5 separate regions of the Mus musculus genome follow, and all the other regions are linked to region 4. The links are chromatin contacts, called in public HiChIP or PLAC-seq and promoter capture Hi-C maps. All regions are on one chromosome and are shown on one strand. Each heading gives the region's core, a stretch centred on a gene start, on an enhancer-like site or on the middle of the called end of the contact. The rest is flanking DNA. Distances are from core to core; before and after follow the strand shown. Region 1 holds the start of Nbas (neuroblastoma amplified sequence). Region 2 has its middle 36 kb from the start of Gm35298. Region 3 overlaps Gm24208 (a long non-coding RNA gene). Region 4 overlaps Cyria (CYFIP related Rac1 interactor A). Region 5 has its middle 38 kb from the start of Gm35208.

Region 1 (5,074 bases), core at 1,989-4,488, 950 kb after region 4:
CAGCTGCATTATACAGATTTGATGATTACAGAAGTATGCAGCAGTCAAACTCTCACATAACACCTTTTTTTTTCCTCCAGCAGATCAGGTTGACCGCAATACAGTTCTACATGTTGGTACGGTACAGTACTCCTGGTCATTCCCAAATGCTCATTTACTCCTTCAACCATGGGAATGCTTTATCTACAGCATTTAATTATCCTTTGCCATCCAAACCCCTGCCATGTGCTGTCCTATGAAGAAAAGGACAGATGGTTCTTAAGCACCATGTTTGTTTGTTTGCTTGTTTGTTGTTTAAAGGCTTTCTACATAGCTCAGGCTGGTTTTGTACTTAGGGGCATCCTCCTGACTCAGCCCCCCAAGTGCTAGGATCACAGGTGTGTGCCACTGTGCCTGGCTCAAACACTTCATGAATTTTGGTCTATTGTGATAGAGTTTTGTAAGTTTAATGTTTCTATCTGTGAATGAAAGTTCACATCTCAAGCCCAAGAAAACATCCCTTGTTTACTGTAGCTGTATGATCACACGATAGGGAAAATGGAAAGAGCAAAAGTAACCCCATTGTCTGTCAAAAGGAAAGACAGGGAAGAGGTTGGACATAGAAAGGTGTTCATAGTTGAAAGTGGGTGCTGTTCTGAGGAACTGTATAATTCTAGTGGGGACCCTAACATTTTCCCTACCAAGAGTTCCTACCTTATGGTAGTCCATAATATGTCCGGTGAGAAGTGCTCTTTGCATCTGTTTGACTTGTTATACTGTATGGAGTAGGAAAAGAAAATGCTGGGGTTCGTTTGCAGTTGGGAGCTTGACGCAAAGACATCACTGCTGCAAAAGAAATACTTTGAGTGTGTAGAAATAAGTGATTTGAAAATTTTTGTGTAGTGAGAACTATGCAAAAGACAGATACAAGAGGTTTGCTCGCAACCAGGAGTTCTAAGGTTGCAGGGGCAAAACACCACGTCTGTCTAAAAAATTGCTTTTGAAAATTCTTTACTTAGTCAACACAGAAACACACATAACTTTTTTATAAATGTGCATTGGTGTTTTACCTGCACGTATGTCTGTGTGATGGTGCTGGATCCAGACAGGTGTGATCTGCCATGTGGATGCTGAGAACTGAATCATGGTTGTGGTGGTTTGAATATGCTTGGCCCAGGGAGTAGCACTATTAGGAGGTGTGGCTTTGTTGGAGGAGTTTTGTCACTGTGGGTGTGGACTTCAAGCCTGGAAGCTGGAAGCCTAGCAACCTTCAGAAGAAAATGTAGAGACCTCAGCTCTTCCTTTACCACGTGTGGCTGGATACCACCATGCCTTGATGATAATGGACTGAGCCTGTGAACCAGTAAGCCAGCCCCAATTAAATGATATCCTTATAAGAGTTGCCTTGAATCACAAAAGAGATGACTCAGTGGTTAAGAGCACTGAATGCTCTTTCAAAGGTCCTGAGTTCAATTCCCAGTTAACCACATGGTGGCTCACAACCATCTGTAATGGGATCTGATGCCCTCTTTTGGTGTGTTGAAGACAGCTACAGTGTACTCATATAAAAATAAAATATATCTTCAAAAACAAACAAACAAAAAGAGTTGCCTTGGTCATGGTGTCTGTTCACAGCAGTAAACCCCTAAGACAGTGGTTCTCTGGAAGGACAGTCAGTGCTCTTAACTGCTGAGCCATCTCTCTACCCTCTTGGAAGTATGAATTTTGCCCCCTGCTCTAAACACTGGGGACACGGTGCGTCTGTGAAATGAATCTATTATACCTGACGACGTTGCATTCTTCTGGGCTAGAGTTTACATTTTTGGAGGATGAGGACAGACTGTACACAAGTAAAATAAATTATACATCACATAGCATATCCAATGATAACAAATGTTGTGTTAAACACACAAGCAGACAAACAAACAGACAACCTGAGCAGGCACGGGGAGGGCTGGGAAGCTGGAGTGGGAAGAAAGTGAGTGTGAACTTAGACAGGAACAAGAGTTCGGAGGGAAGGTGGCATTTAAACTACAACCGGAAGGAGATGAGAGAGCAATAGCAGAGCCACATCAGGTACAACCTCTGTGTACAAAGAACATCCGTGTCAGATCTCCTGATGTTTATGTGTGTCTGTTGTCTTAGAAACAGCAAAGTTGAATGGTGTGTGTGTGTGTGTGTGTGTGGCAAAAGTTTAGCTGTGAGAGTACAAGGTGCAGATGAACTTGGAGAGACATGGGAACAATTAGACACGCTCCAGTTGTGCATTTTATTATACCATTGCCTAATGCACTAAGTTGGTTATTCTACAGGATAATTTCTGAAAGGTATCTTGTGAATTTTCACTTCTTTTCAACTCAACAACAATGTGGTCGTCTTGGTCGTAATTGGCTCTGCTTACACTAAAGGGCCTTGCAAAGACAGGCATATGCTGAATGAATGAATGAATGAATGAATGAATGAATAAACGAGCAAGCAAATGAGGTAAGTTTCCCCTCTAGGGAATCCTCAAGCTGCCCTATCTTTATCGTCCTCCACACCCTTTCTCAGCTTGGCCTCTCTATTCACCCTGTCTGTTATAGCAACGTAATCTTCCTATGTCTTGTGCACCTCCTAACTGATATATTCTCTCCTGACTTCCAGTGAACCCAATTTCTACCTATAGTTGAAGGCCCAGGGCTGGGCCTGATGGCACATCTCTGTACTCTGAGCACTGGGGAGGCTCAGGCAGGAGGACTGGGTCTGAGGCAGGAGGACTGGGTCTGAGGCTAGTCCATGTTGTATGGTGATTTTTAGGACATCCTCTCTTACACAGCTGACAAGCTCTCCTTGTTACAGGGTGTCTTCATCAGCCTCACTGTTTTTTTCTAGGTGCCTAAAGCACCCTTCCTGTGAACTGAATAACCCCTTGGTACATTTAAAGTCCACTCTCCGAACACGTTCTGTGTTTGCAGAAGAATCTGTACATGAACACCAGCACTCTGGGAGGTTCTTGCAGCTTCGTAGACGCTGACTGGGTAAGAAAAGTTCAGTGACTTGACTCATTTCAGGCACAAATGAACAAAAAGTGGACCAGGGTCCAAGACATATCTCATACAAGACAAGGCCATTCTTAGACCCACAGATCTGTCAAGTTTAGCATTCCCTTTCTGTCATTTTTAGCATTCCCTTTCCGCACTTAATTCATTTCACTCTGCCAATCACCAGCGGCCGCGTCCAGGAAAGTATGACCCGCGCGAGTCGCCGTAGTGCCCCTCCCTCCACCACTCTGTTCCCGGCCAACATGGCGGCCCCCGAGTCAGCGCCGGCTTTGAGTCCCGGCTCTGCGGACGAGGAGGAGACGATTCTCTATGACTTGCTGGTCAATACCGAATGGCCACCTGAGACAGAAGTGCAGGTGAGCCGGGCTCTCTTTTTAAGGCTGTAGGCATGGCGCGGGCGCGGGCGCGGGGCGTGTAAAGCCACGTCGCGGTGCCACGCAGTGCAAGTGGAGCGGGGATAGCAGCTGTGTTGTCTCCTGGCAACGGCGGGGCTGCCGGGTCCAGGGCTCGCTGAAGGGTGTCTGTAGTCAGCCTTGGCTCCGAATTCGGCTGTGTATCCCCACTCAGGCTGTCACCCTCTCGGCAGGTCAGTGTCACTCTTCTTCCCTAGGTCCTTGTCATATCCGGACTTGCCTTGTAATCTTGTTACCTGTGGCGGGAGAATTTCGCAGGACTCTATCGTCCTTTAAAAGTCTCAGTAATACGCATTTACTAGTGTGTGTGTGTGTCTGTCTGTCTCTGTCTCTCTCTGTCTCTGTCTCTCTCTGTCTCTGTCTCTCTCAGTGTGTGTGTGTGATACACACACACACACACACACACACACACACACACACTCGGACCCCAGATATGGTGCAGGCTGCTGGGCATTCAGAGACAGTGTTTTCATGGAACTTGCAGTGTGGAGGAGAGATAGCCAATCCAGTGAACGTTTCTCATTACCAAGCCCGAAGTGCTGGCTGAGTAGAATGCCAAGGGAGTGGAGAGAAAGAAGCAGCGGTTCTCCAATTCTGCTGGAGACAAAGTTGTGGTGTTTGCCAACTTATGGACCCTGGAGTTACTAGTTTCCTAGGGAAAGCCTTCGGGTCATAGGGTGAAAGCAGGAGCCCAAGGCCCATTTACTTGACATACATGGTATCAAGTGCCTGGCATGCCCGTGTGTTAGGCCCTGGGGAAGCAGCATGGCTAGGAAGACTCTTAAATCTGGCCCAGTGAGCTCCTTTACCTTGTCTTCTGAGTATTTATTCTGCTTGTCTTCAATTAGGTCTTGTAATGGCAAAAAGCTGCATATATTGTTATTCGTTTCGGTTTCTAGTGAGTGACGTGGACATTTTGTAGATGATGAAATTGAGAGGCTGCTGCCGCCTTTAAGTTGGATAAAGATATCTAGCATTTCAGAAATGTCTGTAATACTGTCTCAATGCTTAGCACTATACGTTGATTAAAAAAACAACACGGAGTCAACTTATATTGAAATCTCGTTGTCCTCTGCCTTTTCTTATCTGCCTTCTTTATTGATTTCTACATCTGTTTCCTACAGCTGTTGCCCTATAAGCTCTGCCTGGGATCAACTTTATATCCCTCCACTGTGCCAAATTGTTCCCTGATGATTCCTTCATGTTTGTTAAGCGAGCGTCCTAGGGAGTAACGTATCTGTTCTTACTGATTACTTATTCATTTTATTCTTGGTAGAACTTGAAAGCACTCTACTCACTGTATTTGTTATTCTTTATTCTACAGACAGTGCCATTCAGTTTACGTTTGTGGACTCAAATTAATTACTGTAGTAGTTACATATCTGTGTTTTGTTAATAACATTGTCTCCATGGATACACAATAGGTAATCACTTTTCCTCTTAGTGAAATCTGTTTTAGGTCTCTGTGCCTGCCCTATAGACTGCATTGACTGGGCAATTAGTATTGTCTTTGTTCAAACCCAGGCCCCTGAACGTCATAGGCAAGTTCTCTACCACACAGCTCAGCTCTGCCCCTGTGGTTCCTTCTCTTTTCATTGGTGTTTTGATGTGGAAACTGTTTCTAACCTCACCTTGGGGTTC
Region 2 (4,501 bases), core at 1,035-3,534, 740 kb after region 4:
GGGAACCTGTGACACCAGCACCCAGGACCTGAGAAGATTTCGACTCTTAGAAGACAGTTCCCTGTAAAATGCATTTGAAGCCTCAGCTACATGCTCTTAGAGAGTACAGGGTTCCCCTGAGTGATCAAAGGATGGACTAGAGCCCTGCAGACAACCCAAGGGTGGGTGCCTTGGTATCTCAAATAGCGCACCCTCATTCCTGGGTACAGAAGTTGACTGATTTTGTGTCTCAATTCTCCTCCAGCTTCTTGGAAAGTAAAGCTCAGCTTGATGCCACAAGTAGATCTCCTTCTTGTCGCTTTGTTCCGCATCTGTCGTCAGCCAAGACCTGGAGCAGAGGCATGGGGGAGGACAGCAGCTCTCTCTCTGCTCTCCAGGGAGCAAGTAAGCAACCTTGATCCTTAACTAGTCTTCACCATGGACACAGTCACTGATACTTCAGTGCACAGCCTTGTTCCTGTGGAGCATCATGTCCTCTAAGACCACCTCTCAGGTGGTTGGGGTGGGGCTGAGACGATGGGTCTACAGCACTTGCAGACTCAGGGACCACTCACAGCTATGCCTTCCCTACATTGATAAAGCAGACTAGGCTGGGATTTTTATATCTTGGCCTCTGCCTTGACCCTTATAAAGATAAAAGTAGACAGGAAGAAAGTACACAAGCTAAGGCATGGTGAGGGGGGGGCAATAAAGGCAGGATAGCAGAGGAGAGTGAAGAAACTGAGACTGAAATCACTTCATTTGGAAAAGATGCTCAGAGATCTTTGTGCATCAAAAATGCAGACCCTGCCTTCAATACAATAAAGTCGAGATTTTTCTTCCTGTTGAGTACCATGGAGAAAGACTGGGCTTTGTGGAATGAGACCAGGCCTCAGCACAGCTTAGTGCTGCCTCAGTCAGCCTCAGGTTTACAGTGTGACTACATTCACTACATAGTCCTCACCTCCCACTCTCAACAAGGAGTCTCTATAGCGCATGTTGGAAGGTGTGCTTGTAGTTGACTCACAATCGAAGCTCCATTCAGAATTTTGAAGGGATCACAAAATCAGAAAGGACAGAAACCAGGTGGCAGCTTCTCAGTTCCTGAATATGCTGGAGAGCAGTGTTTTGGAGGATGGCTTGGAGCCAGGTGTGGTGACACAGGCTTATAATAGCACTCAAGAGGTTGAAGCAGGAAGACCTGTTCTTGCCTGGACAAGAGATCAAATACAACGTGGGGAAATTAGTGAGATACTTGAAATAAAAAGTCAAAAGAGACTGGGGAGTGGGTGGGTGTGGGGATAGCTGTGTACCGCCTTAGATTCAATCTCTAGTACTGGGGAGAGGGTTGTGGGGAGTTTGGAAGTGCTGAAGAGTGGTGTGATTTAAGAAAGTCAGGGAAAGCCGACAGACTCTTCCAAAGGATTTGATGTTGGCCTACCAATTGAAGGCATGAAGAGCTAAAACACAAGACAGCACAAGATAGCAGGATGGAGGGGAAAAAAGAAGATGAGAGCAAGGAAGAAGGAAGTCAGAGCCAAACACGCAGAGGAGAAAGATGAAGAGATAAGAGAAAATGAGGGAAGAAGAGAAACAAGCCCTGGAAGTTGAAGAATGAGAGAAGATACAATCAAACTCATGTCCCCTACAAGGAATCCCCTGAAACCTATGGTTTCCTTTAAACTACTGTTATTCCTTGCATAATCACCAAACTTGCCTTCCATCCACTCATTTGACCTTTGAGCCATCTATTCATCTATTCATCCATCCATCCACCCATCCATCCAGTCATCCATCCACCCATCCATCATCTGTCTATCCATCCATCCATCCATCCATCCATCCATCCATCCATCCATGTATCTATCCATCTATTCATCCAACATCCCAGTAGATCTGTGCAATGAGACCTTGGGTAAGTTTCCCTAAAGTACCATGCCCTGGTATGCTTGTGGGCTCCATCAATGTTTTCTCCATTTCTAGAATTATCTCACTCTCCTTACGTGCCCAGAGCGGCTCTGCCTACCCGTGAAGACCCTCCTCAAACTCCATGCCCATCAGAATCTTCCCTTTGCCTATGCTTCTCTGTTTGGGACTATACTACCAGGTCATTCTCTCTGCCATTGGGGTCTTTACTTATATCCCCTCCCTCTGATTAAAAGACAACTGGAGCCATGTTCTTAGCATGCTGGGGGTCCACTTTCTGGAACAAAGCAGTGATTTCCTCCAGTACCCCCCACTCCCCGAGTCCTCAGGGAAGGGCAATTTGTGGAAACGGAGCTGCTGGGTAATAGATTTCTCTGTCAACATGATGAGTGAAAGAAAGAGCTAGGTAATTACCAGTAATGCACATCAATTATGGCTCCACCTCCCATCCCCCCACCAGCCTGGGCTCCTTGTCCCCACTTAATTTTCATCTAAAACAAAACAGTTGCCACAGACCCCAAAGCTAAAAACAGAAATCCCTTTCAGCTCATGGCAAATTAGCAGGAATGTCTTATTATGGAAGCTGTGGGCGACAAATGTCTTCCAGGGCCATACAGGAAGCAGGGCCTTCCCTCACTAGCCATTCTCCAATGCTCCAAGCAATTAACCTTGTCCCTGCAGGCCCCAGGTCACCCTCCCCTCAAAAGCATGGCCTAGCTTCTTTCAAAGCCCTTGCCTGAGGAATTCTGTCAAAAATCAGTGGCACCTTAGAGGAGGCCCCAGGTCAAGAGAGTTCCTTGCTACACAGGAAGGCGCGTCCTATTAGAAAAGGGAAGTGCTCCCGATCTCTCAGATCTTGGGCAACTAAAAATAAACTAATAGACCTTAAATTAAGTTTTTCTTTCTTTTGCCCCACCCCCATCCTTCCCTTCCCACTAAGACTTTTGAACTAGGAGGAAAAGCATTTATTATCTGAGAGTGACACACAGGAAATTAGACTTATAAAATGTGCTTAAAATGTTATAGTTTCCAACTTTCTTTAATGCTAATCTTAATGCTAATAGGTTGTGAGATATGTGTTTTGACTCAAGACGGTTTTTTTTTCTTTCTAATTAATTCTCAGCTACACCACATGAACCATTTGTGGTGGAGGAGTTCCAGGGGCTTACACACTGCTGAAGAAAGGGATCGCCTGCTGGGTCTGCAATGGCCCATTTCCCTATAGAGGCTTCCAGAAGAATGGTTTTTGGAGAGTGTTGTTTATTTAGTCCATTCGGAGAGTCAACTGTGCCTTTTCCATTCGAAAAGATGAGATAAAGGCATTGCGTTGCCCTAATGTTGAGACCCCCCCCCTCCCAAACCTTATGCTACCCTGACAATGATGTCCTCTGAAGTACTAAAACAGAACTTTCTGTTCCTGTCTGGTTATCTCCCAGTTACCATGTATGGTAGGCTCATAAACCCACCCCCATCCCCTAGGAACCCTGCTATTTCAATGGGAATCTAACAACTTCAGTCCATGTGAGGCTCCTTCAGCCTAGTCATAGGTGGGAAACCCTTTCATGGATAGGGCATGTCTGACTCCCTGAGCCTGCCCAACACTGTCATGGTAATACAGGAGATATGGAGACAGGGATATGGATAGTGTTGGAGAGATTTAAGATGCTCAGGTCTTTTTAGGTTCACAGTTGTCATCATAGGAAGAAGAATTGGGTGATATGGGAGGAAGAGGGGAGGAGGATATTTTCATGGCTTTCAAAAACCTTCTAGGAAATCTAACTTCCAGATTAGAGCACCTCAGAGTAAGTTCCCACAGCTGATATATGTATATAAAACTTGTCTAATCTTTAAGATGAAAATTAACGATGTGATGTATAAGTGCCCATGGAAGACTGGCTATCTATTTCCCAAAAGAGTTGCCTTTCTTTCTAGGCACATGATATACCATCTGTCCTAGCCCTCTTGCAATCAGCTGTGGGCATATGACTAAGTCTGTTCAATAGAATCTAAGAAAACATGATGTCTGTTATCTGTAATTGCTACCACAAAGCTTTCTGAGCATCTCTCAATGTTTTTCCTTACTTCAGACACTGGGTATAGAGGGGGTAGAGGCTCCGTTGAACCTCTTAATGTTCTACTGCTGTGAAGAGGCACCATGACCAAGGCAACTCTAATAAAAGAAAGCATGTAACTGGGGGCTTGCTTATGGTTTCAGAGGTATAGTCCATTATCATCACAGTGGGGAGCATGGTGGCACACATGGCTCTGGAGCAGTTAATGAGAGTTACATCCTGATATATTGGAGAAAAATATAGAGAGAGATAGAGATAGAGATAGAGATAGAGATAGAGATAGAGATAGAGATAGAGATAGAGATAGAGATAGAAGGGGGAAGAGACTGGGCCTGGCATGGGCTTTTGAAACCTCAAAGCCCACCATCAGTGACACACATCCTCAAATAAGGCCTCACGTTCTAATCCTTGTAATCCTTTCAGACAATTCCACTCCCTGCTGATGAAACATTCGAACTTATTAGCCTGTAAGGGCCATTCTTGTTTAAGTTACCACATATGGTTTTTGTCCTAGTTAGGGTTTC
Region 3 (4,404 bases), core at 150-2,649, 840 kb after region 4:
CCTGTACCCTCAGCAGGACCTGGATGCTAGCGAAGAATGGGCCATGCGGACTGGAGAGGCAGATACCAGCCCAGCTCAGAAGTACGCTACACAAGAGTGTCCAATGGTAGCTGTGGTTTTCTAGAACCTGCTTGTGGCCTGGCAATTACTCATGGCTTGGAGTTTCCTCTGATTTAAAGCAGAATAAAGAGAGTATTGCAAGCATCGAATCCTCCTTTCTATGAAGTCAGCATTCAGTGTCCCTTCCCTCTGGGCCCAGGGAAGTACTTGAATGTTAGGTACTAGCTGTTGTTCCCACTGACACCCAGCTCTGACTCCTGCACCTCTGCCCACCTCGACCTGTGTGTTCTGTTCCCTCACCTTCCTACTCATCATCATTTCCCAAGTCTTTCCTTATTCGAGCTACCAGGGATGCAGGAGGGGTCACACATAGTTCTAATCTCTCATAAGTGAAGTAACTTTTCCAGCATCTCTCTCCATCCTTGTACCTTCCCAGCACTGGATTTAAATAGGTTATGTAGGAAAGAATGAAATGGGGAGGGAGAAGCCAGGGTAGGCAGTTTAGAAAACCCACAACCAAAGGGACTTCAGCATCCCACCCAAGGTTGTCCACTACATGTCTCATTAAGAACCAGGTATGCAGGATAAGGGATGGAGGAGAAACTACTGGAGCCACTGCCTCTGAATACTTCTTGGTGGGTCAATTGGTTGGGCTCTCTGACTGCCACCTCCTGGGTTTATCAACATCTGGCAGGCACACTTGTCTACACCATCACAATAATGTCCTTTCCAGATTCCAGCCATCAAGTGAAGAGACAGCTCAAAAAAGACATAGTCTATAGATCACAAAGAACATCCTAGTCCCTAGGAACTAGAGTCCTGTCCTGGGCCTAACTCTGGGTGCCAATGGATCCCTTAAAGCAATGCTCTCCCACTCCCAATCTCTCTGAAAAGGATGTGTGATCCCCCTGAGGACTGTGTGCTCCTCCATCTTTCCTTAGACCCAATACCAAGGACCCTTACAGGCCCTGACACACAAACAGCATTGAGCTCCTTGGAAGGGTCCCTTCTCCTCATGGAGATTGAGCCTATGGGTTGCTCTGACCTTGGTCCAAGACAAGGAAAGGAGATCACTGCTCAAGCAAGACCAGGGTGAGCTGGATCTAGAAAGAATGTTCAATGAAGTGGCCCACCCTGCATGGGACAGAATCAGGGACATGCAAAAAGGAAAAGAGGCAGGCTACAGGCCTAGGACCTTAATGTCCCCTTAAGGTCCCCTCTTCATTCATGAGAAGCAAACAATGGGTAACATTCTCAGCCTCCTTATCCCCCTCAGGGCAGGTGGCACCTCCCAAGCAGTCATCCTTTGCTAAGCAACCAGGGCCTTTCAGCTGCTTTTCAACATTGCCTCTGGTTGCTATGGAAGCTGCTTCAGAAAATCTTGCCTGCCAACAGTCAAGGCTTCTTTGTCAGAGGCTGTCTCAGAGTACTTTCTCTGTCAGCTCAGGGCAGCACACACCCAGAGGATGTAGGCTAGGGATGGAAGAGGCAGTTGTCATACCAGAAAGAGAGCACAACTAATGGTGCTCCCCAAACTCCAACCTTTCCTGATTCCTCCTCCCAGGTCCTATTTGACTGATCTGTTCCCCACTGATGAGTCCCCTTCTGAACCCTCTCCCACACTCCTAGTCCTGTTTTGTCTCTGTCTCCCAGCCATGCTGTCTGTGGTGGACTTGTGTCCATACATGTGGTGGACTGTGGTCATACCCTCAGAGCATCAAATGCTTTCCATGCTGAGTAGGACAAGAAAAACAAAAAGTCAGCCTTCTGCCAGGACCAGGTGAAGTGACTTTACGGTCACTTTTACAGCCAGCTTGGGTGGCAGTTGTGTCCTAACACTTGGAATTCTGAGGCTGGATGATTGCTATGAGCTCCAGGCCAATCTGAGCCACTCAGTAAGATCCGGGCCAGCCTGGACTACAGTGGGATCTTATCTCAAAAACAAGCAAACAGAGCTCTTTCTGCTAAGAAGGACCAGCTCTTGGTGACATGCTGGGTGTTTTGCTAACAGATTCTGTTTCTCTCGATGTCACCTCTCATTAGAGCTGCTTGGGAACCATGGTCCCCCTGGAGTGGGTGGGACAGGAGCTAGGCAGGAGGCAGAGATAGGAGAGTGCTTGTTCTACTAACTTCACCCAAGCACATACTGTTAGGTATCCTCTTCTTTTCTGGGGTGAGGGTGAGGGTGGAAGTGGGTGGAGATGGGGAAGGAGTAGCAGATAGAGAGTGAAAGGAGATGGGAGATGGGGAATGAGGGAAGCTTAGGGGTGAGGATTGGGGGTGAGCGGGGTAGGGGTGGGAAGGGAGTGGAGTGGAGGGTGACGGGAGGTGAGACGTAGGGAGTAGAGGGGGCATTTCTGATCCCCAAACTGGCTACTTGACAAGGAAAGAGAGCTAGGAAATTTGAGCAGGTCCATATCTGCCACCCTGAGCAGAGACTCCAGAAGATGAGACACAGAAAGGGCTTCAAGAAAACCTGGCCCAGTTGAAAAGTGTTACCACCTGGTGGCTCTGTGACCTTGGGCAAAGACTTCTGCTACTTTGAACCTCCACTTGCTTTTCATCACAATGGGGATATACCTCCTGTGTGCCTGGTTGGAAGTTCAAATAGAGCATCAGTTGGCTGAGAGAAGACCTCCATCAAGACCCCTCCATGAGCTCTTAAGTTCTGGATATCTGTGTGGCAAGAGTGGGGAAGGAGACCTATGATCCAAATGTGTGCTCAAGTGGACCTGAGAGCAGATGAGAGTTAATCATTGCTGGATCTTGAGCACCAGCAAATGGACTTGGGGCCAATTATATTAAATAAGCATTTGTGGGATGAATGGATGTCACCTAAGGACTCAAGACCACAACACACCAAGGTTCCATATGTCTAAATGCAAAAACTACATTTCAATCGGTATACTTTTTGTCAAAGACAAGAAAACATATAAGTTACTCATACTTGAATGTTAAATTGCATAAATGAGGAAGCAATACAGAAGAAATAGAGATCACAAATAGAAAAGCTAGGTACTACTGAGACCCCTGGGGAAGCATTTCTGGCATTTTCTCCTGGCACCCTGAGGTGGGTCTCCACAAAGGGACAAATCCCCCCCCCCCCCCCAGCCATCCACCCTCATATTTGCTTCAGGGAGCTCTGCTAATCATGAGCTGTTTCCTTCTTGGCTCATTGTGACTTTAGCTAAAAGCACCTGTTGAAAAAAACCTTTTCTCCCCCTCAAAAGAAGGACTGGAATCATCCTGTGAGGGAAATAAGAGGGCAGTGCCAAAAACACAGAGTCATTGCAAAGTGGCTCAATTAAAAGCAACAAAAAGGGCAGCGAGATTGATTTCTAGAAAGCCAGTTTATTGTTAACATTTTGCTTTGAATCTGGGATTGAAAACCTCCAAGAGGAAAAGCTATAATGAGTCAGCCCCGAAGCATTGCTTCATTTCTAAAGAAACGTCCCAGACTCTCAAAGACCGTAAGAAACTCAGTTAAACATTTGAAAACATTTTGTTTAATACCAAATTCTCCAAAATCTCATAGATGTTCAAAGCTAAAAACAACATTCAAAGGCTCCAAAGTTAAAAATTCCAGCCATTCTACAGTCCTTTTAGGTGGAAGAGAGTAAGAGCTTTGAGACTGGACAGGCCGGGGTTAAAAAAATCTCAGCTTTACCTTCTGCTAGAACAGAGGTTTGGAGTCACCCAACTGCTCTGAAACAACTTCAGCACTTCTGAGATGACTGTTAGCTACTTTCCTTGGCTGTGATAAAATACCATGATTGAGGTAATTTATGTAGTCTCAACCCTCCTAATGCTGTGACCCTTTAATTAACAGTTCCTCATGTTGTGATAACCCTAACCATGAAGTTATTTTCATTGCTACTTTTTAACTATAATTTTGTTACCATTATGAATCTTAATGTAAACATCTGATATGCAGGATACTGGGGGGGGGGGTGTCGAGACCCCCAGGTTGAGAACCACTGTTGTAAATGGAAGCATTTATTTGGGTTTACAGTTCCAGAGGGTTAAAGTCCATCATGGTGGGGAAGCATGGCAGCAAGCTGGGAGGGCAACAGGATTAGGAAGCTGAGAGCCCACATCTTCGACCACAACCCTGAGGAAGAGAGCACACTGGACATGAGGCAAGGATGTAAAATCAAATCCCAACCCCAGTGATGTGTTTGCTCCAGCAAGACCACACTTTGCATAGTGCCACCTCTGAGTGTCCAAATGCATGAGCCTACATGGAACAGAATGATAGAGAAAGACACCTGAGGGGTGTTTCCAGTGTGCTTGAAGTATGTAAGTGGTGCAATATATAAGAAACCATACTCACTTACATGGAAT
Region 4 (5,108 bases), core at 936-3,435:
TATAAAAATAAAGAGTCCTGGGGGTGGTGTGTGGCAAAGTACTGTAGTGAACATGATAGTTAGACTGGGTGCTGCAGAAAAACAAACTGAACAGAGACCTGGAGAAAAGCATTTGAAACAAAAGGACTAACGAGGATGAGAAGGAGCTAGTGGTGGGGGATAACCTTGAACGAACACAGTGACAAGGCCAAGGTAGCGAGAGCAGAGCAGTGAAACCTTGGCTGGCGAGCAAACGCCATAGGCTCTCGCTGACTCTGGCAGGCACAGTACTTTTAGTGACGTGGAGGTCCCTGGAGAGATTTAAGCTGAGGGGTGACTGAGGCTAATTTTAAGCACAAGGCTATAGTAGCTAGATGGACAGGAAGCTGAGTGTTTGGGCTTGGAGACCTGTGCAGGAAGAAACACAGGATGCTCTGGCGAGGAATGGTGGATTCCAGCTTGGTCTGTGCACTGGCTGATTTTGTGTATCTACTTGTCACAAGCTGGAGTCATCAGAGAGGAAGGCACCTCAGTTGAAGGAGTGCCTCCATAAGATCCAGATGTAGGGAATTTTCTCAATTAGTGAACCAGAAGGGAGGGTCCAGTCCATCATGGGCAGTGTCATCCCTGGGCTGGTGGTCTGGGGTCAGTAAGAAAGCCGGCTGAGAAAGCCATGTGGAGCAAGCGAATCAGCAGCTCCCTTCCATGGCCTCAGCATCAGCCCTTGCTTCAAGGTTCCTGCCCTGCCTGAGTTCCTGTCCTGGTTTCCTTCCATTGATGATGAAGCGTGAGGCAAAGTGTAAGCCGAATAAACTCTTTTTCTCCACAGCTTGCTTTTTGGTCATAGTGTTTTGTCACAGAGTAGAAACCCTGACTAGGACAGCGTGAGACACTGGTAATTGAGAGAAAGAATTGAACACATGACCTGTCTCAAAAGCAGAGTTCTGGGATCTGTTGGCTTGAGTGCGGAGTATAGGATCTGTGGGATCTGTTGGCTTGGGTGTGGGGTATGAGATGCATCAAAGTCAGGTCAGCATCAGCGCCTTCTACAGAGCATCTGGAAGCTCACCCAGTTGCCATCTACTGAGCTAGGGAAGACTTCAAGGGCTGGTTCCAAGGTAAGAAATGGAGCCTTTCTTTATGGACGGGTTAAGTTTAGGTTCCCTGGGAGAATCTAAGCATCGCCTCAGTGTGTGGACTTTAGGGGACGAGGACACAGTGAGTTACAAGCTGGGGTGTCATCAGAGATCTCATTTAGAGTCCTCATAGATACCCCCTGTAAAGAGAAATCATCCCCATTAGTCAGGTCAGAATTCAGACGGAGATGCCAGACTTAAGGGAGACGCCAGTCTTAAGGGAGATGCCAGACTTAAGGGAGATGCCAGTTGTGGCAACGGCCACTCAATGCTTGGCAGCAGTGAAGTCATCAGTTACTCAGAGTGAAGTGCAGACCAGGAAAGGTTAAGTGAATGTTAATGAAATGCATTGATTAAGACTGTCGAACTAGAAAAAGGCTGCTCTGCTGTTTCCTGCAGGGCCTTCCTGGATCCGAATACTACTCCAAGGTGGGGCATCACCAACGGCTGGTGAAGCAGTGTGTCCAGGGACATGTACAGAGCTGTCCACACCAACACATAACACACAATGATGCCATGTCTAAAATAGAGATGGCAATAGTGTTAGAGAATCTAGACACCAGGAGTTAAGGTCTCTGTTCTGATCAAAACATGATGGCATTACCAGTAGGCATTGTATTTGCCTCTTCTGACTCCATATCAGTGATGTGGCCATTTCTATCCTATTGAAAGCAAGCAGAGAAGACCCTTTGTATCACCCTCACCACGTGTCAGGCAGGTACTCGATATTTAGTATTTGATCTCAGAGCAGCTAAATGAGTGGCATGAATTCAGATTATAAAACAATATTTGAAGGATTATATGACCTATCAAAAGTGCTGAAGCTAGTACCGGTTGTAGTTGCAGGGTTCCTATTTCCCAAAGTTCACACCCACCCAGCTTTTACAGCAAAGGGCAAAAAAGAAATTGAGGTCCTGAGCATCCTTCAGGTTCAAGTCTCAGCATCCCTGGCCTGCAGTTCCAGATATGGCCAGCAGAGGGAGCCGTGCACCGGGCTTCTGGGGCTTACTGCCCGAAGCCATATTGAATGAGCAATGTCTGCTGTGCGGACTCTGTGAGATCTAAATGTCTCCTTGGCAGGAAATTCGCAAGGAGCAGGACGGGGTTGTGCAAACAGCCTTACAATGTCCGTTTGTGTGTGAGCACATGGCTTCTCCCACTTCGCCCACAATGCTCTGTTTTGGGGGAGGATAATGGGCCTCTGTGGACCCCTCCGCCTTGTCATGCAAAGGGAGTGACCTGTGTTTGTCATAAATGGGCTCTTGTATGATTAATAGCTCTGTGAATGAGCCCAACGCAGCCGTTCAGCGCCCGCCTTCCCCTGGCGGTGGTCTGCGTCGGCTTTCTTCCCACCGCGAAAGCAGCTCCTGCAGATTTTAACTGAAAGGAAAAGGACTTGCTCCCCCTGTGGCTGCAGTCCTACAGATGCAAAGCAGGGGGCACACACAACTAGAGTTTGCTTTGGGGATGAACAGGGGTCCAAAGACAACCTTGGACCCTTGACCAACATTCTCTTATGTGTGTCAAAACTGAAAGGGAACACTTTGTTTTTTATGGACAAGGAAAACCCAAGAATCTAGAGTAGAATGGCACCCCCCTCCCTCCTCCCCGTAGGCTCCAAAACTCGAAGTATTTCCAGAAAGTGATTACCCTTTGTTTTAGGATGTTTGTTTGTTTGCTTGCTTGTTTGATCTGACCTCCCCTGACTCCGCTACCCTCACAGAGCTTGGTTTTTGGTGGTGGCGGCGGTAATGTGCGTGTGCGTGCGTGCGTGCGTGCGTGCGTGCGTGTGTGCGTGTGTGCGTGCGTGCGTGCGTGTGTGTGTGTGTGTGTGTGTGTGTGTGTGTGTGTGTGTGTGTGTGTGTGTGTGCATGTGCGCGTGCGTAACCTGGCTGTCCTGAAACTCACTCTGTAAACCAGACTAACGTCCAACTCAGAGATCCTCCTGCCTCTGTTTCCCCAGTGCTGCGATAAAAGGCCTGGCTTTTCCCACTCTTTCTTAACAGTGACTGTTGGGTTTGTTTGTAATGAATGCCATTGCCTTTATTTTCAGAGGCTACATAGCTAGTATATCTGATCCATTTCAGAGCATGCCAGTAAAGCGCTTGTCTGTCTGGACCCATGCATGATGCACGGGTGCAGACAGGGTGTTACTGAAATGAAGAACTCGCTGCAAATGCATAGGAAACAGCCTCTTTAAAATGCAAAGCAAGAAAGATTGCTAATTCTGCCTGGGGCTGGGGCTGGGGGTGGGAGTAGGGGTCTTTGAGGGTGTTTTGGCTGCTAAGTTAGGCCCCTCACAGGCTGAGGGGATAGGGTGCCAGTGGCAAAGAAAGCACAGAGAAAAAGAAGCAAGAAGGAGGCAGAATCGTGTGCCAGGTTCATATTTCTATGAGCTCTTCTGGGTTGGAAATTTAGAAGGAAGCTTTGGACCAAGTTTATGGGCTTTTAGGACACCACAGTATCTTGAAATATTTGTGCTGAAATAGCCATTGTTGAGCCCTGCTGATTCCTGACCCTGCTTGCATCCTGGGGTCTCACTCAGGAAGTAGCCCCAGGTCCCATACACACAGCTGCCAGCTCAGCTCCCAACCCCCTTCCCTCTCCTGGGCTTGCCCTGCCCGGTCTGCACAGCTTGCTTAGGGCTCATGCCAGGGTTTTTAACCTTAAAACATTAGTTTTGTTTGTGGGAAAGAGGGTTTCAAATCAATGTGATTATTCCTTTCAGGGGCAAAGACCCTTTTTCGATTCTAAATTCTCAAATGAGATTTCAGTACTTTGGGGATTCTACATTCTTCAAACTCAATGGAGCGCTAATGTTTCTGGGACTGTAGTATTTGCAATGAATGGCTTTTGAAAATGTTTTGATGCTTCTGCAATGTTTCGGGTCTCAGAGACCCTTTCCTATGGTACTACCTTTCCCTGCACGGTTGCTGCTTAGCTCATGTTGCGCCTCCTGACAGGAAGCTAGAAACCCCAAGAAAAGATTGGGGGTGAGGTGGGGGACATGGATGTAAAGTGTGAAGACCTAGGTCTGATCCTCACATACTAGTGAAGAAGACAGATGGGGTGGTGCATGCTTGTGACCCAGTGTGAGGCCAAGATAGGTGGATTCTGGGGCAGGCTGGCCAGCCAACCCAGCCTATTGGCAAGCTCCAGGTCAGAGACCTTGTGTCATATAACAAGGTGATGGAGCCTGAGAAATATGGTACTGGTTCCCACATTTACATACACACACACACTCACACTCACACAGAGAGAGAGAGAGAGAGAAACAGACACTCACACACACGTGCACACACACACACACAGACAGACAGACACTCACACACACTCATACACACTCACACACACAAAAACACACACACATACAAAGACAGACAGACAGACAGACAGACACAAACACACACACACACACACACACACACACACACACACACACATACACACATACATACTACATCTGCCCTTGGACTGAAACTAGAATTGTAGGGATTTAATGCCTTCAGTTTGCACATACCCTGTCTCCCAAGATGCTCAGAAACTGGTGAGTGATCTGAGAAGCCTGCAGCAGCTCATGGGAGAGGCTGGGGAAGTAGTGCTGTTACTGTGGTCCATAAGGTAACATTGTCCAGAGGGAGAGGAGCATCCAGAGCAGTGGTATGGAGGGTAAGCCCGAAGACTATGCTGAGAGACGTGGCAGATGACGGATAGTTCCTGCCTGATGTAACCAGGTGGACGCGGGGATCTTAAATACACTGGACATGAGAATGTAGGGAACACAGATTGTGAGTGTATTATTGCTAAGCCAAGTTGTTATGCCTGTGGAAGTTCACCCAGCTTTTGGGCCGTTAGCTAAAAGCCAGAGTTGAGATGATGGTGGCACCTGGAGGGAAACAGAAGATCTTAGCATGGAGGGAGATCTTAGCATGGAGGGTGAGGAAGGGTGAGGAAAGCTCATGTGAATGTGTGTGGGGGGGCCCTTCCTAGGGA
Region 5 (4,475 bases), core at 1,840-4,339, 700 kb after region 4:
ATGTGGAAGGGGGAGATGGAGCTGACTAAGCTTCTACCAGAAGAGGCCAGCATATCTTTGAGCCTGTTCACTGGCACTGGACCTAACCAAAGGTCCTTATAGTACACACCCATCCTGACCTTGAGAAGAAAGGACATGTATGTGCATGTGTGTCCCTCCCAGGACGGCATGAGACTCACCCAGGGCCCTGAAAGTCTCTGTATAGCTGCACTCATAGTCTTATGGACAATAGTATGAAGGATATTATTATCCAGAGTGAGGGGCTGGCAGTGGAAATATTGCTTCAAGAGCAAATGACAGCTTTCTACCAACTTGAAGTCATTTCCACAAACACAAGAACACCTCCATTCTTTTCAGAGAACCACCACAGCGAGTAGGGGTCCTCTTTTCCTCACGTTTCATATTCATGCATTCAATTAGAAGATATTTTTCTACAATGGCTCAATATTTTAACATTCACTGCCTTCCATTCTTGATGCTTCTCCCTAAATGATACAGCATAGCAGCTAGTTACCATATTAACATATACATTGTATTTGGAATCAGAAGTAATTATGACATTGTTTGTAGGATGTATAGATAGTGTCCTTGGGCTGTATATAAATGCCATATTGTTTGAATAAGACACTTCAGCCCCTATGGATTTTGGTGCCCTGGAGCCAGTTTCCTGGGGATGCCAATAGATGACTGTGTTCTTATAACCTGCATTGTGCAGGTGAGAAGAAGGAAAGAGAAATGAAGAAACTGAACCACACAGCTGAAAAGTGGCAGGGCCTTGTACCACACTGCTGAGAAGCAGTCCTCTTGTGTGCACCAGTCCAGTTTCTCAGTGGGTGTCATCGTTCTAAATTTACAGAGAAGGGGGCAGTTTCAGAGAGAGCCAGCAGTGACTGGAGACAATGAAAACTAAGGAGGTGGTTATGTGCACACTATTTAGTGCCATCTGAAATGGCTTTTAATATAGGACCGGGGCTGTGTGCCAGAGAGGCTCAAGGAGGGAATCATAGAAAGACAACAAGAGAAGGATCACATCCTTCAAGGTTAAAGGGTTTTGTCAGGCAGATGGGTTGAAGGTTGGTGCTCTTCATGTGTAAGTACAGGAGACCAGAAAAGCGGTGTCCTACAAGGACAGAAGTAATGTGTGATGGAAAACAGGAGGATGGGTAGTGGTGGAGGAGGGAAGAGACAGGACAAAGTGACCTTCCTGGCAAGAATATTCCTCCTTCACTTAAAGACCTCAGATGTCATCCTAGGGATCCAGAGAGCCTGACAGGATAGCACCTGCACATTTTGATCTTGGGACAAGAGGGTGGCAGTGCTGAATAGAGAAGGTCAGGTTGGGAGCCTCCCCTCGGCGCCTCCAGCCTGCTGCAAATTTACACGTGACTCTTCTAGGGCAAACTGAAGCTGCTTCCTGCAGATTTAATTCAGTGTCAGCTGCAAAGCTCTATTAACTAAATTGGCCATCAACCTGCGTGTCTGTTCCACATAATGGGGTTTTATACAAAACGAGTTTTTCACTGCGTTAAAAAAGTGTCATGTTTGAATCAAAACTTATTCTATCGCTCAAGCTAATGAAAGCCCCGAACAAGAGCTGATCAATGGGTCCTGAGGTGTTTCCATGGAAACAGGAGCAGAGAGGCAGTGCTCCTAGGTGATGCTGCAGGGTGCTCATTGGCAGGACCCCTCCCCCCATCCAGTCCACCTGAGGTACTGAGACCTGGAGGTGTACACAGAGCAGGGACTCAGACCCAGTATTAGGTTCAGGAGGTCCCTCAGCCTGCTTGGGGCTGATTAAAAGCTGAGTGAAGCTCAGGTGCTGCCATAGTTAAATTCCTATTTGAGGATGTATTTTTAACCTGGCCTTGTGGTAAAGACCCCTAATCCCAGCAAGACCAATAAAACCAGTTACTCAGAAGGCTGAGGCAGGAGGATAGAAAATTCTGAATTTGCCCAGGTTCTAGAATTAGGTCAAGCCCAGGCTGGATAACTCAGTAAGGCCTTGTCCCAGAGTTAAAAGCAAAAATAAGCCGGGCTGCAGCTCAGTGGCGGGGAGCTTGCCCAGCATGCACAAGGCATAACTTTACTCTCCAACACCATCAAAACACAAACAAACAAAAACCGCAAGTATATGATGTTGGAGTTCCCCTGGGCCTTCAGAGTTTCAACTTGAAAGTCTCCCACATGCTGACCACTCAGCGAGTAATCGTCTTATTTTATTTACTACAGGAGACTGGGGCCAGAATATTGAGAGTTGGCATCAAGCTTTAAGATGGAGCCTCACTGCAGGTCTGGGGAGTCACTCCCCACCTCTGGCCGTAGGTTCCCCACCTCTAAACATAAGGTACAAGTGAGCTTCTGTATGGGAACCCAAGAAATACGAATTCCCGTGTCATTCTGCAGATGGTAGACCCTCTGATGGTTAGTTTCTCCATCCATGGTCTCTCATATCCTGCTTCTTCTGTCTAGGCTAAGACTTGGGCCAGCACATAGGCAGCCTTGAGGTCAGGGTGACTCCCACCTAGGTGCTATGAGTAGAGAGGATGGAGTGTTCCTTCTGCCTGTGTGTTAATATCCCACCTGCAAGATGGAGGACTTTTAAAAAAAGATATCAGAAGCTTCAGGTTGCCAACCACACCTACTCAGGCGCCCTTCCTGGGACTTCTTCCCTATCTCACATCAAGGGAGGCCTTGAAGTTGCCATCTTCCTGCCTTAGTCTTCAGAGTAGCTGGGATGATCACAGGCCTGTACTATTACCAGGGGCAGTCAAGGTGAGTATAACCACTGTCACCTTACACACATATGACACTGTCAGGGGAGATTCTTTCAAGCTTCCTTCACCACTAAGTGACACACATGTCTCCAGAATCCTGCCTTTGTTCTTTAAAAACAAACAAACAAACAAACAAACAACAACAATCAGAACCAACCAAGCAAAAACAACAACAACAACAACAACAAAAAAGACAATCACAGTGGCTGCTAAAGCCAGCATTGTCAGGCTTTAGCTGTTGCTTTGAAACCTGCCTTCTGGGCTGGCCTGTGTGAGCTGCTGTGAAGCCTGGCTGTCTGCCACGAGTCCACTCAATTTACCCACATGACCACATGGCTGGGGCCTGTCTTGTGAGGAACGTAAGGCCAGTGAATGGCCCACTCTGTACCAGGAACCAGGGTCTGATTCAATTTAAACCTGCCTGTTCAGGGACCAGCCTAGGGCAAGAAAGCCTGCTTCTTTTCTGAGAAGCATAGGCAAGCTTCAGCCAGAGGCCCTGTAATCAGGTTTGCAGGGGTAACATCAGACCCAGCACTGGCCCCCCGCCCCATTATCACCCGCCTTTGTGGGGTCAGTGTGGTGGCACGCCTGCCCTGTGGCCTCATAAAACTCTTCTTTTCCCCTTAATCAAATCCGGCTTCCAGCCTGGCATTCCCCTGGCCTGAAGTCATCTCCGTGGGGAGAGGATCTGTGCTGGGTGTTAGGCACACAGAACTAAAGGCAAAGATGGCTGAGAGAGGAACCCAAGAGGTCATTTATAGCACACCCTGCAGAGGCAAGATCTGAGGTCAGAATGGAACAATTTGCCTTTGCAAATGTCACAGGCCAGGGCATGGAAAGATCAGGGACCTGAGAGCCACAGGCACACGGTACCTAACATAATCTAGACCAGCAGCTCTCAACTTGTGGGTCAAGACTTCTGGGGGGAGGGGCTGTCGAAAAACCTCACAAGACTCACCGAAGACCATTGAAAATCCCAGATAGTTATATTATGATTTACAACAGTAACAAAATTACAGTTATGAAGTAGCAATGAAAATACTGTTATGGCTGGAGTTCACCACAGCATGAGGGACTATACTAAAGGGTCTCAGCATTAGGAAGAGTGGGATCTGCTGGTTTGAATGGAGGGACAAGTGCATGCTGAACACAGGGAGAGATTGCACGAAGACAAAAAACTCCTGAGAGACCATAGATGCCGCCTACCTCTCCAGAAATGGGGGCTCCTGTAGGAAGTGGTAGATAGGGGAGGAGGGTGTGCCTTTTAGGGAAGATCATTCTAGTCTCAGAGGCTCAGGGTACAGTAAGTCATATCACACAGGATCCTTGCCACCCTCTGAAAAGCCAGTTTGAAGACACCACAGTGAGCAAAGGGTTAATAATAGGTACCTGCCCAGAATCAGAACACACACACACACACACACACACACACACACACACACACACACACACACACACGCAGTCCATGTCAGGATCTCAGCAAAAGCCTCCACAGGGGAGCTTTTGATGAATGTTCAACAAGAAAGTCAACGATCAAGATTAGCTCCCCAGTTGGGGTGGTGGTGCACACCTAATCATTACAGTGTGGGGCTGGTAGAGGCAGGAGGATCAGGTATTCAAAGTCATGCTTAACTACATAACGAGTTTAAGGCCACCTTGGGCTGCAGGAGATCAGGCCTTAAAACAAAACAAAAGGAAAAA

Evidence for each region. Promoter capture Hi-C pulls out the DNA fragments that hold promoters and counts their contacts. HiChIP or PLAC-seq counts read pairs in DNA pulled down with a chosen protein or histone mark.
Region 1: a promoter capture Hi-C map of embryonic stem cells shows a contact between it and region 4, with 6 times the contacts expected there. The contact joins the promoter of Nbas here to the enhancer-like site in region 4. A contact is called at or near these places in 5 of 39 promoter capture datasets (cranial neural crest, embryonic stem cells, liver and 1 more), 3 of 115 datasets of contacts at active chromatin or transcription factors (astrocytes, embryonic stem cells and large pre-B cells) and 1 of 9 other capture datasets (macrophages).
Region 2: an H3K4me3 HiChIP or PLAC-seq map of embryonic basal ganglia shows a contact between it and region 4, with 5 times the contacts expected there. The contact joins two enhancer-like sites. A contact is called at or near these places in 3 of 115 datasets of contacts at active chromatin or transcription factors (astrocytes, embryonic basal ganglia and embryonic stem cells).
Region 3: an H3K4me3 HiChIP or PLAC-seq map of embryonic basal ganglia shows a contact between it and region 4, with 5 times the contacts expected there. The contact joins two enhancer-like sites. A contact is called at or near these places in 3 of 39 promoter capture datasets (the HPC-7 cell line, cranial neural crest and maxillary cranial neural crest) and 4 of 115 datasets of contacts at active chromatin or transcription factors (astrocytes, embryonic basal ganglia, embryonic stem cells and 1 more).
Region 5: a contact with region 4 is called in an H3K4me3 HiChIP or PLAC-seq map of embryonic basal ganglia, with 6 times the contacts expected there. The contact joins two enhancer-like sites. A contact is called at or near these places in 1 of 15 datasets of contacts at CTCF or cohesin (large pre-B cells), 3 of 484 Hi-C or Micro-C datasets (the N1E-115 cell line and embryonic stem cells), 5 of 115 datasets of contacts at active chromatin or transcription factors (craniofacial prominence, embryonic basal ganglia, embryonic forebrain and 2 more) and 1 of 9 other capture datasets (embryonic stem cells).

The regions. Positions count from the first base shown.
Region 1 is chr12:13,265,889-13,270,962 of GRCm38.p6, forward strand. It overlaps Nbas (neuroblastoma amplified sequence), which reads left to right and starts at 3,239. Exons shown (of 52, transcript NM_027706.1): 1 at 3,239-3,376. The coding sequence starts at 3,263.
Region 2 is chr12:13,064,402-13,068,902 of GRCm38.p6, forward strand. No RefSeq gene overlaps it. Among named protein-coding and RNA genes, the nearest start is that of Gm35298, 36 kb to the right of the region's middle. Within about 2 kb of position 2,285, at least 13 of the 459 cell types and tissues checked have an H3K27ac peak or open chromatin away from gene starts, as enhancers often do. A contact at or near this core is called in embryonic basal ganglia, where this site is marked.
Region 3 is chr12:13,158,457-13,162,860 of GRCm38.p6, forward strand. Gm24208 (a long non-coding RNA gene) reads right to left here. Exons shown (of 3, transcript XR_381282.4): 3 at 3,392-4,404. Among named protein-coding and RNA genes, the nearest start is that of Gm38686, 8.4 kb to the left of the region's middle. Within about 2 kb of position 1,400, at least 61 of the 459 cell types and tissues checked have an H3K27ac peak or open chromatin away from gene starts, as enhancers often do. A contact at or near this core is called in embryonic basal ganglia, where this site is marked.
Region 4 is chr12:12,321,621-12,326,728 of GRCm38.p6, forward strand. The region is part of intron 2 of Cyria (CYFIP related Rac1 interactor A); the gene reads left to right. Among named protein-coding and RNA genes, the nearest start is that of Gm34407, 35 kb to the left of the region's middle. Within about 2 kb of position 2,186, at least 94 of the 459 cell types and tissues checked have an H3K27ac peak or open chromatin away from gene starts, as enhancers often do. A contact at or near this core is called in the N1E-115 cell line, craniofacial prominence, embryonic basal ganglia and 1 more, where this site is marked.
Region 5 is chr12:13,023,027-13,027,501 of GRCm38.p6, forward strand. No RefSeq gene overlaps it. Among named protein-coding and RNA genes, the nearest start is that of Gm35208, 38 kb to the left of the region's middle. Within about 2 kb of position 3,090, at least 44 of the 459 cell types and tissues checked have an H3K27ac peak or open chromatin away from gene starts, as enhancers often do. A contact at or near this core is called in the N1E-115 cell line, craniofacial prominence and embryonic basal ganglia, where this site is marked.